Linked DNA regions of Mus musculus: regions 1, 2, 3 and 4 are each linked to region 5. Evidence: chromatin contacts called from public HiChIP or PLAC-seq data. All regions are on one chromosome and are shown on one strand. Each heading gives the region's core, a stretch centred on a gene start, on an enhancer-like site or on the middle of the called end of the contact. The rest is flanking DNA. Distances are from core to core; before and after follow the strand shown. Region 1 holds the start of Zfp982 (zinc finger protein 982). Region 2 has its middle 28 kb from the start of Gm13212. Region 3 holds the start of Zfp988 (zinc finger protein 988). Region 4 holds the start of Zfp978 (zinc finger protein 978). Region 5 holds the start of Zfp993 (zinc finger protein 845).

Region 1 (2,868 bases), core at 29-2,528, 930 kb before region 5:
TGCAATAGTAATCTATGCTCTGTGATGGTGTGCCAATCCTCTGAACACTTCACGCACTAATAAACATGTGATGGAGAAAAGACATTATCACCGCTGGGAATGGTGGCCCACGCCTTCAATCCCAGCACTTGGGAGGCAGAGGCAGGGGAATTTATGAGTCCAAGGCCAGCCTGGTCTACAAAGTGAATTCCAGGACAGCCAGGGCTATACAGAGAAACCCTGTCTCAAAAAAACAAAAAAAACCCAAAGAAACAAACAAACAAAAAAAAACCAAACAAACAAACAAAGAACAACAAAACAACAACAAAAAGACAGTATCCTCATTGCAGCTTCCACAATCACAGGTCACTTTCAAACACTGGAACCCATAGAAGAAGGACTGTTTTGTTGAGCAGAGATGAAAGTGAAGCAGAGGCCAGCTCCCTGTGGTGCCAACTGCTCTGTGTCAAGTCGCAGTTTTGCTAACATCACTGACATGAGGGTGGGCAGAGCAGACTGCTCTTCTGAGGCCTCCTTTGCTGCACTGCCATCTAAACCATACAGAGGCGGTTCTACTCGAAGCGGTAAGGGATTGGATAAGGAATGTTGCCGTGAGGATCATGCATCTGGTGGAACACTTCTGCCAGGGCTGGTTCCTGGCCCGCTTCCCCCAGCAAACTCAAAGGAATCACTAAGTTTATGTCCCCCTAGAAGTGCCTTTCCCTTGCTAGTGTCATATGGCTCAGCTTTCCTTTTCCGATTTCGCAGGTCATTCTGCTTTTTCTCAGGAGTCTCTACTTCTTTATCACTCAAGGACCCCACGCTGCACAAACTCTGGTTGGAAGACACACTGTTGAGTGGTCCCTTACTTACACCAACTCCAGTGAACCTGGCCTCTAGTAATTCCTGCCTTCGTGGGTCCAGGCTATGCAGTTCTTCCATCTTTTCTGCCGCCGCTGCCGCTTCACTCTCCTCTCGGGAGGGGCCCCGACCCGACCCGGCTGCTGACCGCTCCGCTCTCCCCCTGTGCAGGCCCGGGGCGGAGCCGGGGCCTCTCCTGAGCGCCGCAAACCCGGCCCTGGCAGTCGCCGCCCCGCCGGGCTCCACAACAAGGCGGGCTGGGGAGAGGGGTCACGGAGGCCACAGATTCCCCGAGCTCGCGTATGTAGCCAGGAGGCTGATGCGTGCTCGGGCACCGGCGGCTGCCAGGGGGCGCGGGGCCGGCCTCCTGGAGCCGGACAAAGGCCAAGGGAGGCGCAGAAGGGTCTGGGTCGGGCCGAGAAGTGGGGGCCCGCTCGACTGGGGGCCACTCGGGTGCGGCGCGGAGGGCGGGGTGCGGGGTCGAAACCGTTAGTGCCCAGGACCCGCCTCCGGCCCCTTAATCCAGATCCACTCCTCAAGTGAGCTTTCTAGTAAGCTACCTGAGTTGGCTAAGTGGGTCCCCTTAGTAAGCTACTCCTTAATATTTCTGTTTCTCGGGGGGAGGGTATGGGGGACTTTTGAGATAGCATTGGAAATGAAAATGGGGAAAATATCTAATAAAAAATATTAAAAAATATTTCTGTTTCTCTAAGTCTGTCAGATGACCCCGGGGCAATAAGCTGAATACCAGTGCTCCAACATGTTGAAGTAAGGGACTGTCCAAGTGATCCGTGATCTCTGTAAATTGGCTAAGTTTTGGAAGCTGTGTTAGGCTTTCTTTATATTTTCAGTTAATATCAGTCATTCTTGGATTTCTGATGGGGTTGAAAAACTGCGTAGTCTCCTAGCCAACCCAGGTTTTTTTCTTTGAGAGGAACAGTTCTGAGAGGATGGTTTTAAGATGGCATTCAATATAAAGCCAAGATATATGCAGATGTAGAATTATAAGTCTTTTAAGTAAAGATACATGACAGAGGTTCTGTTTAATTAACAAAGATGATGGACTGGGTGTTAGGTCTCTAGTACTTTATAAATTACAAAATAATAATAGTTATGTTCAATTATATCTGAGATAAAATAGTCTTTTAATTGGACAGAAAGGAGGAAATGTTATGAATAGCCCCAGAGCTAATTATATTTGATGTTAATTCCATTCTCCTGTGATTTGTGAACAAGGAATGAGTCTGACTCAGGTGATTTCTTGTAAACCAGCTCCCCACCTAAATTTGTAAAATAAAGGAGAGCTGATAACTGGGCAGATAAAGGGAAGGTGGATCAGAAGGTGGCAGGAGACTGTCCCTTGATACTAGCTGGGGGCAGATGAGTTGGCTTCAAGGGAGTCATGAGAGCAGCAGAGCTGATTGTGATCCTCACCTTCCTAGCAGCTGAGACAGCAGGCCCTGCATCTCACAGCACAGTAGAGCTGTCCCTGCATATGGGGCTTGCAAGTGACGTAATCTCAATGGCATGAGCACAGCAGAGCTGGGTCTTCCTCGTGGGTGCACTGTTGTACCTCTGTTGAGAATTCTGTTTAGCTCTGTATCACATTTTTAAAATTGATTATTTGGTTTGTTGGTGGCTGACTTCTCGGGTACTTTATATATTTTGGATAGTAGCCCACTGTCATATGTAGGGTTGGTGAAGGTCTTTTCCCATTCTGTTATCTGTTGTTTTGTCTTATTTACAATATATTTGCCTTACAGAAGCCTTTCAGCTTCAAAGGTTCCCACTTATTAATAGTTTGTCTTACAACCTGAGCCATTGGTGTTCTGTTCAGAAAGTTGTCTCCTATACCCATGAGTTCAAGATTATTCCCCACGTTCTTTTCCATTAGACTTAGTGTATCCAGCTTTATATTAAGGTCTTTGATCCCCTTGGATTTGAATTTTGTGCATGGTGGCAGATATGTATCTATTTACATTCTTCTACATGCTGACATTCAATTAAGTCAGCACCATTTTTTGAAGA
Region 2 (2,700 bases), core at 65-2,564, 960 kb after region 5:
TAAGCTGAAACTCATAACCAATTCTGCATGAGTAGCTAGGAACCACACAGTAGATAAAATAAACACCCAGGGGAAAAACAAACACTACCACTCAAGGAAAAATATCAACGATGTGATCCCCAATGATATTCTGTTATACTCAAGACCAGTGTCTTATTCTGTCACCATCCAAGAAGCTTCCTCCTGCATCAGACAGGAAGAGATGCAGAAACCTACCCACAGATGTTAAGTAAAGACAAGAGTCCTTGTCACAGACCTTTAAATCAAACCTACCCCAAAATAGGTCAGGCAACTGCATGTGAGAAAGAATGAAATAGCCAGATGTGTTAGAGGACCCAAGGAGAAAAGGCTATCTGAATCAAATGAACCAGGTTCATGTGAATTTACAGAGAAAAAAGCAATAAACACAGGGCCTGTATAGGTTTGTGCCTGGTCCTCTGGCATATATTATAACCTCTAAGCACCACCAGCCCAAGAAACAGGTAACTTCTTGGAATGCTGCAGGTTGCAAGTCTTAGGAAAATGATAAATCCTCATAGCCTATACAACCCCCTGTAGCATGTGACCCAAGTCCATCTCTTAGTCAGGATGTAATATCTAATAAAGCTTACCCACATGGTGGAATTCATTTTTCTCTGGCGATTCTCTGGTTTAACAGAACCAACAATATATCTTCTCTTCAGCCATACTTTGCAGCAATCTTGTCTTTGTTTTTCATTCAAACCTAAGGTGTAACATTAATACTTAATCCTATGAAGACACATTTTGAATGCTGTATTTACATCAAAACCTGCATATACCTCAGTGTAAAATTAATGGAGATTGTAACTTTACTCAGTAAATGTTAATATTTACAGCCATTTGATGGTGCTTTATAACCTACATTTTCTAATTCGGTGAAATCTGCAATGGTCCCTCATATAACTAATATCTACAAAGCTCTTTTGGAATGTCTATTCAGTCCCCTGTTAAAAGGGAAATGAAGTAGCAAACAGAGAAACAGGGGAGTTAAGAAACATGGGAGAATTTGAGTTCAAGGAGCTTTATTGAGGCTTTATCAAAGAGAACTCCTGTGTACAAACTACAGAGGCTGCCAAGGATCGAAGAGGTTATTTAGAAAAATATTCTGGCAAGTATACAATTAATTCAAGCATCACCAAAACCCCCAGGTTCATAGAATCTCAAACTTCCTAAAAATGGTAAGATACCCACAACAGAATTGTGAGTGTGGCAGGAGAAACTGCACCCCTGCTCCACACCCCTGCTCTGCTCCTGCCCATTTCCCATCCCAACAGCTCCACTGACCTTGAAGGTGAAAGCTGCTGAATGTTCTGGGAGTAAGGCACAGCAGCTGCAGCTTAAGGAGGTACCTCAAATACTCTCCCAATACAACTTCCTGAACACTAGGCATCTGAGATACATTGTCTTTTAAATATGAAGGACAAGCCCCCTTTTAAAACCTGTGGAACAGATATTTTACAATTTTCAGAACCCCAACTTTCAGAATTACAAGTCTTACTTCAGATTAGAAATTATCTTTTCTCTACTGGACATGTGCAAGGTCATTCTGTGCTTCCTGATCAGATATATGAAGGTAAGGATTAGTTTAATTTCTTTTTTTTGGGGGGGGGGGTTTCAAGACAGGGTTTCTCTGTATAGCCCTGGCTGTCCTGGAACTCACTCTGTAGACGAGGCTGGCCTCAAACTCAGAAATCCACCTGCCTCTGCCTCCCTAGTGCTGGGATTAAAGGCGTGCGCCACCATGCCTGGCTTAGTTTAATTTCTTAACAAAAGCTTGTTGCTTTTCCTATGAAGATAACATAGCAAGATCTTACATTACAAATCACCACTGCACTCAGAAAACTGCTCCTGCATTCCTGCAAATCTGTTAGCTCAGCTTGGGTATTTAACCCCTGATGAGCCTATATCCCTGGGATTTAAAACAGACAAATGTTACACATGTCCTGTCTTTGGGAAAGTTTGCTTTTATTCCTGTATGTATATATGCTGAATTCTCATTGTTATTTATACCTTTGCCTAACCTGGGGAAACCTTCAAAGATATGATACAGTATTTGTTTTATTAGTTTATAATGCCAAGGCCTCAAAATCAGAAAATACTTAAAAGGCATATTAAACTTAAAAGGCGTATTAAAATTGGTGTTTGACTCTTAGTTTCTCATATTCCACTGACATCTCCTATAATTCACAGGGACAGGCTATTGTAGAATGAGCTCATCAAACCTTAAAAGATATAGACATCTAAATTACAAAGTAGGGCTGGTGAGATGGCTCAGTGGGTAAGAGCACCCGACTGCTCTTCCGAAGGTCTGGAGTTCAAATCCCAGCAACCACATAGTGGCTCACAACCATCTGTAACAAGATCTGATGCCCTCTTCTGGAGTGTCTGAAGACAGCTACAGTGTACTTACATATAATAAATAAATAAATCTTTTTAAAAAAGTAAAATTATAATTATTGATCTCCTTATAATACTTTATATAACAATAAATAAGTCAATTTTTTAAACTTTTCTAGCCCCTAATAAAATAAAGACCTATTAACAGGATAATAAAAATGACTGATGTTTTTCTGGGAGAAGATCTGTTTATATATTTACAGGACTCTGCAGAGAATTTGTATGTACATGAAGAACAACTTGTCCTCAAGGAGATTAAAATCACAACTTAATATTCAGTGA
Region 3 (2,778 bases), core at 129-2,628, 790 kb before region 5:
GACTCTACAGTCGGCAGCCCAATTCCCAACAATGATTCAGTCGCAGCTGTGAATGGAAGTCCAAGGATCTAGCAGTTACTCAGTCTCACGCAGCAAGCAGGTGAAGGAGCAAGAGCTAGACTCCCTTCTTCCAATGTCCTTATATTGTCTCCAGCAGAAGGTGTAGCCCAGATTAAAGGTGTGTTCCACCACACCTTTAATCCCAGATGAAAGGCGTAGCCCAGATTAAAGGTGTGTTCCTTAAACTCGGAGATTCAATCTTCTGGAATCCATAGCCACTATGGCTCAAGATCTTCAAAACAAGATCCAGATAAGGATCTCCAAGCCTCCAGATAAGGGTCACTGGTGAGCCTTCCAATTCTGGATTGTAGTTCATTCCAAATATAGTCAAGTTGACAACCAGGAATAGCCACTACAGTGTGACATTAATATCAAAGCATATATAGACACATTTCTCAATGATATATTTACATCAAAGTATGCATATACCTCTGTGTTCAGCTAACGGAGACTATAACTTTGCTTATTAATGTTAATATTTACAGCCATATGATGGTGCTTTATGAGGAATATTTTCTAATTCGATCAAATCTGCACTGGTCCCCATATGACAAAAACCTACAAAGTTCTCTGGAGATGCCTATTCAGTTCCCTGGAGAAAGGGAAATGAAATGGCAAATGGAGGAACAGGGGAGTTAAGAAAGCATGAATGAGGGCTGGTGAGATCCTCAGTGGGTAAGAGCACCCGACTGCTCAGCAGAAGGTCTGAAGTTCAAATCCCAGCAACCACATGGTGGCTCACAACCACCCGTAAGAGATCTGATGCCCTCTTCTGGTGTGTCTGAAGACAGCTACAGTGTACTTACATATAATAAATAAATCTGATCTCAAAAAAAAAAAAAAAAAAAAGAAAGCATGAATGAATTTGAATTCGAGGAGCTTTATTAAGGCCTTTGCAAAGACAACCCTCCTGGTATACAAAGTCCAGAGAGGGCCAAGGATCTACAGGGTTGTTTTAGAAAAATATTCTGGCAACCATAAAAATCAATTAAAACATCACCATAAACTCAATTCACAGGAACTCAAACTTCCTGATAATGGTAAGATATCCACAACAGAATTGTAAGAGTGGCAACAGAAAATGTACCCCTGCTCCATACGCCTGCCCCACTCCTACCCGTTTCCCAGCCCAACAGCTCCTCTGACCTGGAAGGTGACAGGACCAGCTGCTGAATGTCCTAGGAGGCCAGCACAGCAAGTGTAGCTTAAAGAAGTTTTCAGGTTCTGCAAACACTAGGCACTAGTTTCCCTCCATGACTTCCTGGCCACGAGGCAGCCGAGATACATCGAGAATGCTGGAATGGTGGAACTTCCTGTCACTTTCTCCTGGTTCCTCAGAGCCACTCCTTCTGGACCCGCCCAATACTCAGTAGCTTCCTGCCATTCTCCTAAGCACACCTCCTTCAGGACTTTTTAATTAATTAGCTTCCCAGTTCTTCAGGGCAATATTGTTGGTTTGGATTTTTGCTTGCTTGCTTGCTTACTTACTTACTTAATTCATTGATTGATTTTTTTGATTGATTGATTCTTTGTTTTTATTTTGTCTTTTTCTTAATCTTATCTAATCATGCAGGAGGCCCACCCTCCCCATCAGGAACCACTCCTCCAACTCTGTTTTGGAAACACAACTTCCCAGGACCTACTCTGCTCAGCTTCCCACAAGGTTGCTGCCAGACTAGACCAGAACTGAATGTAGTAGGACACTGCACCTGGGTTCTGAACCCTTCAGATACAACGGATCCTGCCTAACTTCTCACATTGTGGGCTAAAAATGCACACAATTAAGCAATCCCTCTGAATTCTGGTGCTCAATACCCAAAACAAAGTAAAACTAAGATAAAATGTCTTTGGCTCAAACTATCAACTATGTATGTATCTTATAAAGAGAGCAATTTACATGATATCCTAGGTAAAGAATAGAAAATCCAGAGTCATGATAAAAGAGATCAAAGTATGTAAGCCACATATGTCAATTGATAGAGGACAGGAACAAAATTATTCGTGGGCAAGAGAATAATAGCAAAAGCCTGAAGGAAAGGAGGACAACATAGGATATAAAAATTTTGTTCAATATGTGCTTAGAAATAAACAAGGAAAAGAGCCTGAAAAGAAAATGCAGTAAGGCGAATAATAATAACTCATAGAGAACGTGTGAGACACAGATTATTAGACTTGGACAAAAGGTAGAGGAGCTGGATACCTTAGTCAAAGAAAATGATGAATTAAAGTGATGTTAGGTTTAGGCACAATATTATTTACTGCTTGGAGGGTGAGGCAATTAAGAAAAATTCCTTTGAAAAAGTGTCTAGATTTTTGGCAAAAGAAAGAAAGAATAAAGAAAGGAAAGAAGGAAGGAAGGAAGGTAGGAAGGAAGGAAGGAAGGAAGGAAGGAAGGAAGGAAGGAAGGAAGGAAGGAAGGGAAAATATAGAAAGAGTCCTACAATACATACTGCACTGTTTAGCCATTTGTTCATAGAAGATTCCCTGATTGTGCTCTATAATACTCTAAGTACACCCATGCATATCTTCATATGCTGGGGAAAGGAGACTCCAGAATTACCCAAGTTGCCTTAGAGAATATGGCTGGAAGTGAACTCTTTTCACAAAAGTAATGAGTTCTAGGATTCTCTTGTGACCTCTGAGGTTCAAAACCTGTAGTAATGACTGTGAGAGGTTAAAATGGATTCTAGGCCAGCATGGAAGTGAGAGCTCAGAAGC
Region 4 (2,700 bases), core at 15-2,514, 610 kb before region 5:
CAATCCTCTGAACACTTCACGCACTAATAAACATGTGATGGAGAAAAGACATTATCACCGCTGGGAATGGTGGCCCATGACTTCAATCCCAGCACTTGGGAGGCAGAGGCAGGGGAATTTCTGAGTCCGAGGCCAGCCTGGTCTACAAAGTGAGTTCCAGGACAGCCAGGGCTATACAGAGAAACCCTGACTCAAAAAAACAACAACAACAACAACAAAAAAAAAAAAACCAAAGAAACAAACAAATAAAAAAAAGAACAACAAAACAACAAAAAGAAAGTATCATCATTGCAGCTTCCACAATCACAGGTCACTTTCAAACACTGGAACCCATAGAAGAAGGACTGTTTTGTTGAGCAGAGATGAAAGTGAAGCAGAGGCCAGCTCCCTGTGGTGCCAACTGCTCTGTGTCAAGTCGCAGTTTTGCTAACATCACTGACATGAGGGTGGGCAGAGCAGACTGCTCTTCTGAGGCCTCCTTTGCTGCACTGCCATCTAAACCATACAGAGGCGGTTCTACTTGAAGCAGTAAGGGATTGGATAAGGAATGTTGATATGAGGATCATGCATCTGGTGGAACACTTCTGCCAGGGCTGGTTCCTGGCCAGCTTCCCCCAGCAAACTCAAAGGAATCACTAAGTTTATGTCCCCCTAGAAGTGCCTTTCCCTTGGCTAGTGTCATATGGCTCAGCTTTCCTTTTCCGATTTCGCTGGTCATTCTGCTTTTTCTCAGGAGTCTCTACTTCTTTATCACTCAAGGACCCCACGCTGCACAAACTCTGGTTAGAAGACACACTGTTGAGTGGTCCCTTACTTACACCAACTCCAGTGAACCTGGCCTCTAGTAATTCCTGCCTTCGTGGGTCCAGGCTATGCAGTTCTTCCATCATTTCTGCCACCGCTGCCGCTCCACTCTCCTCTCGGGCGGGGCCCCGACCCGACCCGGCTGCTGACCGCTCCGCTCTCCCCTTGGGCAGGCCCGGGGCGGAGCCAGGGCCTCTCCTGAGCGCAGCAACCCCTTTCCCCCGCCCCTCCCCCCCTTGCAGCCGCCGCCCCGCCGGGCTCCACAACAGGGCGGGCTGGGGAGGGGGACTACGGAGGCCACAGATCCCCGAGCTCGCGTATGGAGCCAGGAGGCTGACGCGGGCCCGAGCACCGGAGGCCGCCGGGGGGCCGCGGGGCCGGCCTCCTGGAGCCGGACAATGGCCAAGGGAGGCGCAGAAGGGTCTGGGTCGGGCCGAGAAGTGGGGGCCCGCTCGGCTGGGGGCCACTCGGGTGCGGCACGGAGGGCGGGGTCGGAACCGCTAGTGCCCAGGACCCGCCTCCGGCCCCTTAATCAGGATCGGTTCCTCAAGTGAGCTTTCTAGTAAGCTACCTGAGTTGGCTAAGTGGGTCCCCTTAGTAAGCTACTCCTTAATATTTCTGTTTCTCAGGGGGAGGGTATAGGGGGCTTTTGAGATAGCATTGGAAATGTAAATGGGGAAAATATCTAATAAAAATATTAAAAAAATATTTCTGTTTCTCTAAGTCTGTCAGATGACTCTGGGCAATAAGCTGAATACCAATGCTCCAACATGTTGAAGTAAGGGACTGTCCAAGTGATCCGTGATCTCTGTAAATTGACTAAGTTTTGGAAGCTGTGTTAGGCTTTCTTTATATTTTCAGTTAATATCAGTCATTCTTGGATTTCTGATGGGGTTGAAAAACTGCAGTCTACTAGCCAACCCAGGTTTTTTACTTTGAGAGGAACAGTTCTGAGAGGATGGTTTTAAGATGGCATTCAATATAAAGCCAAGATATATCCAGATGTAGAATTATAAGTCTTTTAAGTAAAGATCCATGACAGAGGTTCTGTTTAATTAACAAAGATGGTGGACTGGGTGTTAGGTCTCTAGTACTTTATAAATTACAAAATAATAATAGTTATGTTCAATTATATCTGAGATAAAATAGTCTTTTAATTGGACAGAAAGGAGGAAATGTTATGAATAGCCCCAGAGCTAATTATATTTGATGTTAATTCCATTCTCCTGTGAGTGGTTGTGAACAAGGAATGAGTCTGCACTCAGGTGATTTCTTGTAAACCAGCTCCCCACCTAAATTTGTAAAATACAGGAGAGCTGATAACTGAGCAGATAAAGGGAAGGTGGATCAGAAGGTGGCAGGAGACTGTCCCTTGATACTAGCTGGGGGCAAATGAGTTGGCTTCAAGGGAGTCATGAGAGCAGCAGAGCTGATTGTGATCCTCACCTTTCTAGCAGCTGAGACAGCAGGCCCTGCATCTCACAGCACAGTAGAGCTGTCCCTGCATATGGGGCTTGCAAGTGAGGTAATCCCAATGGCATGAGCACAGCAGAGCTGGGTCTTCCTCATGGGTGCACTGTTGTACCTCTGTTGAGAATTCTGTTTAGCTCTGTATCACATTTTAAAAATTGGGTTATTTGGTTTGTTGGTGGCCGACTTCTTGAGTACTTTATATATTTTGGATAGTAACCCACTGTCATATGTAGGGTTGGTGAAGGTCTTTCCCATTCTGTTATCTGTTGTTTTGTCTTATTTACAATATATTTGCCTTACAGAAGCCTTTCAGCTTGAAAGGTTCCCACTTATTAATAGTTTGTCTTACAGCCTTGAGCCATTGGTGTTCTGTTCAGAAAGTTGTCTCCTATACCCATGAGTTTAAGACTATTCCCCACATTC
Region 5 (2,827 bases), core at 136-2,635:
AGGCCAAGTGGAACAATTCAGTGTCTGAAAGAAGAACTCAGCTCGGAGAGGAGTTTGAGCTGGAAAAACCGAGTTGAACGAGCTAGTTAAGCATTGAGAAGGAATAAGAAAGGGGGAGCTTGCCAGGCTTGGTGGCACACGCCTTTAATCCCAGCACTTGGGAGGCAGAGGCAGATGGATTTCTGAGTTCGAGGCCAGCCTGGTCTACAGAGTGAGTTCCAGGACAGCCAGGGATACACTGAGAAACCCTGTCCCGAAAAACCAAAAAAAAAAAAAAAAAAAAAAAAAAAAAAGAAAGAAAAAAAGAAAGAAAGGGGGGGGGAGCTTATTCAGCAGCAAATTTCAGAGGCTGAAAACACACTAGGCCTAGATAATACTGTATGGAGACTAGAAGCTTACATGACTAGGCCTAGGTTAATAGATGTAGGCAGGAATCCTCCCAAATTACAGTGACAGTAGGAGAATGAAACTTACTTATACAGCCCTGTGGTAAAAAGTAGACACTGCTCAGTATGAAAGCTCTCAAGAATAGAAGAGAAGAAACATACCTCAGAAATAAGGCAAACAGACTCAAAACTAAAGCAACCAGTACAGAGAAGGTCAACAATAATTATTCCACTCTAATGGGGATTAATGCAACACAGAATATCAATAAGAACACAGGTCAAGGACAGGAAAACATTTAGAGTGGATAGAATAGGTGATTCAGAAAGCAAGTAGATCTTCTGGAGAAAACCACCTCATATCAGACACTGTCAACAGACATCTTAGACATCCTGGTGGTAACTTCCATAGTAACAAAAACTGCTAGGCAAATTGGGGCAGGAAGCAGAGTTATCAATGTATATACTCAGGTTTGCAACCTACTTGCTGCAATGTGAATCTGTCAGACAAGGCATGGAAATTTTTATGATACTGGCAAGACTGACTATCTGTGGGTAACAGGTTTTCTGTTTCAAGCTCCACAGGAAAAAAAAATCCATAGATTACAGTGAAAATCTGCCTAAAAATCCGGTAAGGAAGGTCACAGGCCCTAGGAGGGAATCTACTGATGATATTTGCTTTATGTATAAATTGCCCTTGTCAAACCCATAGACTGATGCTGCTTTCAATCTGGGTAAAAGAAACTTTGATTTCAATGGGCAGCAGCAATTTCCTAGGATCAAAATTAATTAAATATTGACATCAAGTGACAGCTGACAGCACTGCCTTCCATGGTAAATCCATATCATCACATCTAATATTATTCTTTTCCAGAATCATTAAGGAAATAGAATCTGGCAAAATCAAATTCATGTCCTCTTTGTACTGGCAGGTGAGCCCCACTCTACCCCTTGTTCAATACCTCTAACATACCTGGATCCTTTGTGAGAGTCTCCTTGACCTTAACTATCCAGTGCTCTTAGTGTTGATTTACAGTTATGGAGATTTGACTGAGCATATGGAGACCTGAAAGTGAGAAAATATAGTTTAGAATGAACATGGAACTGTTCATGGAACAAAAATGAAAGACGTCAATGCCCGAGAAAAGGATCAATATGAAGGAAAGAGAAGATATCACGAGAATACCTATTTTTCTCCGAGTATTCCAGTTTACCCTAAAGATGTGAGAGTCAGCCACACAGTTAATACACATACAGAGTCTTTTTCCAAGCAACACAGAAGAGGAGGAGGGAAGACTGGAAGAAAATTATTCTGACCCAGAATCCAGACAGTAATCCAGTAAGTAAGTGATCAAGATTATTCAAAAGATGTTGTCTAATTTTGTCTTAATCCATAGTAAAAGCCTGTCGGTAGCACACCTTTAATCCCAGCACTTGGGAGGCAGAGGCAGGCAGATTTCTGAGTTCGAGGCCAGCCTGGCCTACAAAGTGAGTTCCAGGACAGCCAGGGCTACACAGAAAAACCCTGTCTCGAAAAAACCAAAAACCAAAAAAAAAAAAAAAAAAAGAAAAAAAGAAAAAAAAGAAAAAAAAAATCCATAGTAAATTTTCCACTTATTAAAATATCTACTCCTGAAATCATCACCTGCTGGGCTGAACCTTGGAAAAATTCAAAGAAATTCAGGAAGAATGGCTACCTGGGGTACCTGTTAACATATCAATTAAGTCATAGTTGGATAGGTGCTTTCTTGGCTGCTGGTTATCTCTTGGCCTGCCCCTCTATCCTCCAACACACCCTCAATTCCCCTCCCCCCACCTGATAGCCTGGTGCAGTTTGGAACCAGCCAGTATCTCTGAATGCTTTCTCCCTCAGACTGAAAAGCCAAATATTAACCTCACCACCAGCACAAGAACCAGGTATCTTATTGAAGTGCTGCAGGTTGCATGTCTTAGAAAACTAATAAAGCCTCATAGGAAACTACAGTTGCCTATAAAACTGCCTGTAGCATTGAAAGACCCCCGAGGTGGGTGGTCAATCAATCTGAGGAGACCCTCCCAAGGATCAGCGAGACCACGATTCGGATGTAATCAGCAAGAGGCTTTATTGGGAACACGGGTACCCGGGCGACTCAGTCTATCGGAGGACTGGCGCGCCGAGTGTGGGGTTTTTACCCTTTTTATAGGGCTGGGGCTGGGGAGCAAAAAGCGTGGGTACAGAAGCGAGAAGCGAGCTGAGTGGTTAGTTTAAATCAAGGCTTGGGGTATTTCCTGGTCATTTGGGGAACCTGAAACTGAGGTGGGACTTTTTCAGAAACTGTTGCTGGTTCCGCTTTATCTGGGTACCATCTGTTCTTGGCCCTGAGCCGGGGCCCAGGTGGGTACCATCGGTTCTTGGCCCTGAGCCGGGGCCCAGGCGCTTGACCACCGATATACCCTTTTTGGCC

What was found. HiChIP or PLAC-seq counts read pairs in DNA pulled down with a chosen protein or histone mark.
Region 1: a contact with region 5 is called in an H3K4me3 HiChIP or PLAC-seq map of embryonic stem cells, with 11 times the contacts expected there. The contact joins the promoter of Zfp982 here to the promoter of Zfp993 in region 5. A contact is called at or near these places in 5 of 115 datasets of contacts at active chromatin or transcription factors (PVALB interneurons, bone marrow-derived dendritic cells, embryonic stem cells and 1 more) and 1 of 9 other capture datasets (embryonic stem cells).
Region 2: an H3K4me3 HiChIP or PLAC-seq map of embryonic stem cells shows a contact between it and region 5, with 6 times the contacts expected there. The contact joins the enhancer-like site here to the promoter of Zfp993 in region 5. A contact is called at or near these places in 22 of 115 datasets of contacts at active chromatin or transcription factors (the 230-238 cell line, CD4 single positive thymocytes, bone marrow-derived dendritic cells and 6 more).
Region 3: an H3K4me3 HiChIP or PLAC-seq map of embryonic stem cells shows a contact between it and region 5, with 11 times the contacts expected there. The contact joins the promoter of Zfp988 here to the promoter of Zfp993 in region 5. A contact is called at or near these places in 2 of 115 datasets of contacts at active chromatin or transcription factors (embryonic stem cells and stem cell-derived neural progenitor cells) and 1 of 9 other capture datasets (adipose tissue).
Region 4: an H3K4me3 HiChIP or PLAC-seq map of stem cell-derived neural progenitor cells shows a contact between it and region 5, with 5 times the contacts expected there. The contact joins the promoter of Zfp978 here to the promoter of Zfp993 in region 5. A contact is called at or near these places in 2 of 115 datasets of contacts at active chromatin or transcription factors (embryonic stem cells and stem cell-derived neural progenitor cells).

What each region holds. Positions count from the first base shown.
Region 1 is chr4:147,441,524-147,444,391 of GRCm38.p6, reverse strand. Zfp982 (zinc finger protein 982) reads right to left here and starts at 1,278. Exons shown (of 5, transcript NM_001371348.1): 1 at 853-1,278. It also overlaps the pseudogene Gm13161 and the pseudogene Vmn2r-ps19.
Region 2 is chr4:145,555,470-145,558,169 of GRCm38.p6, reverse strand. No RefSeq gene overlaps it. Among named protein-coding and RNA genes, the nearest start is that of Gm13212, 28 kb to the left of the region's middle. Within about 2 kb of position 1,314, at least 11 of the 459 cell types and tissues checked have an H3K27ac peak or open chromatin away from gene starts, as enhancers often do. A contact at or near this core is called in embryonic stem cells and expanded potential stem cells, where this site is marked.
Region 3 is chr4:147,304,204-147,306,981 of GRCm38.p6, reverse strand. Zfp988 (zinc finger protein 988) reads right to left here and starts at 1,378. Exons shown (of 4, transcript NM_001384232.1): 1 at 1,207-1,378. The region is part of intron 1 of Zfp978 (zinc finger protein 978); the gene reads right to left.
Region 4 is chr4:147,123,446-147,126,145 of GRCm38.p6, reverse strand. It overlaps Zfp978 (zinc finger protein 978), which reads right to left and starts at 1,264. Exons shown (of 5, transcript NM_001378742.1): 1 at 819-1,264.
Region 5 is chr4:146,511,407-146,514,233 of GRCm38.p6, reverse strand. Zfp993 (zinc finger protein 845) reads right to left here and starts at 1,385. Exons shown (of 7, transcript XM_030253976.1): 1 at 1,357-1,385. It overlaps Zfp981 (zinc finger protein 981), which reads right to left. Exons shown (of 5, transcript NM_001243138.1): 2 at 1,357-1,449. It also overlaps the pseudogene Vmn2r-ps16.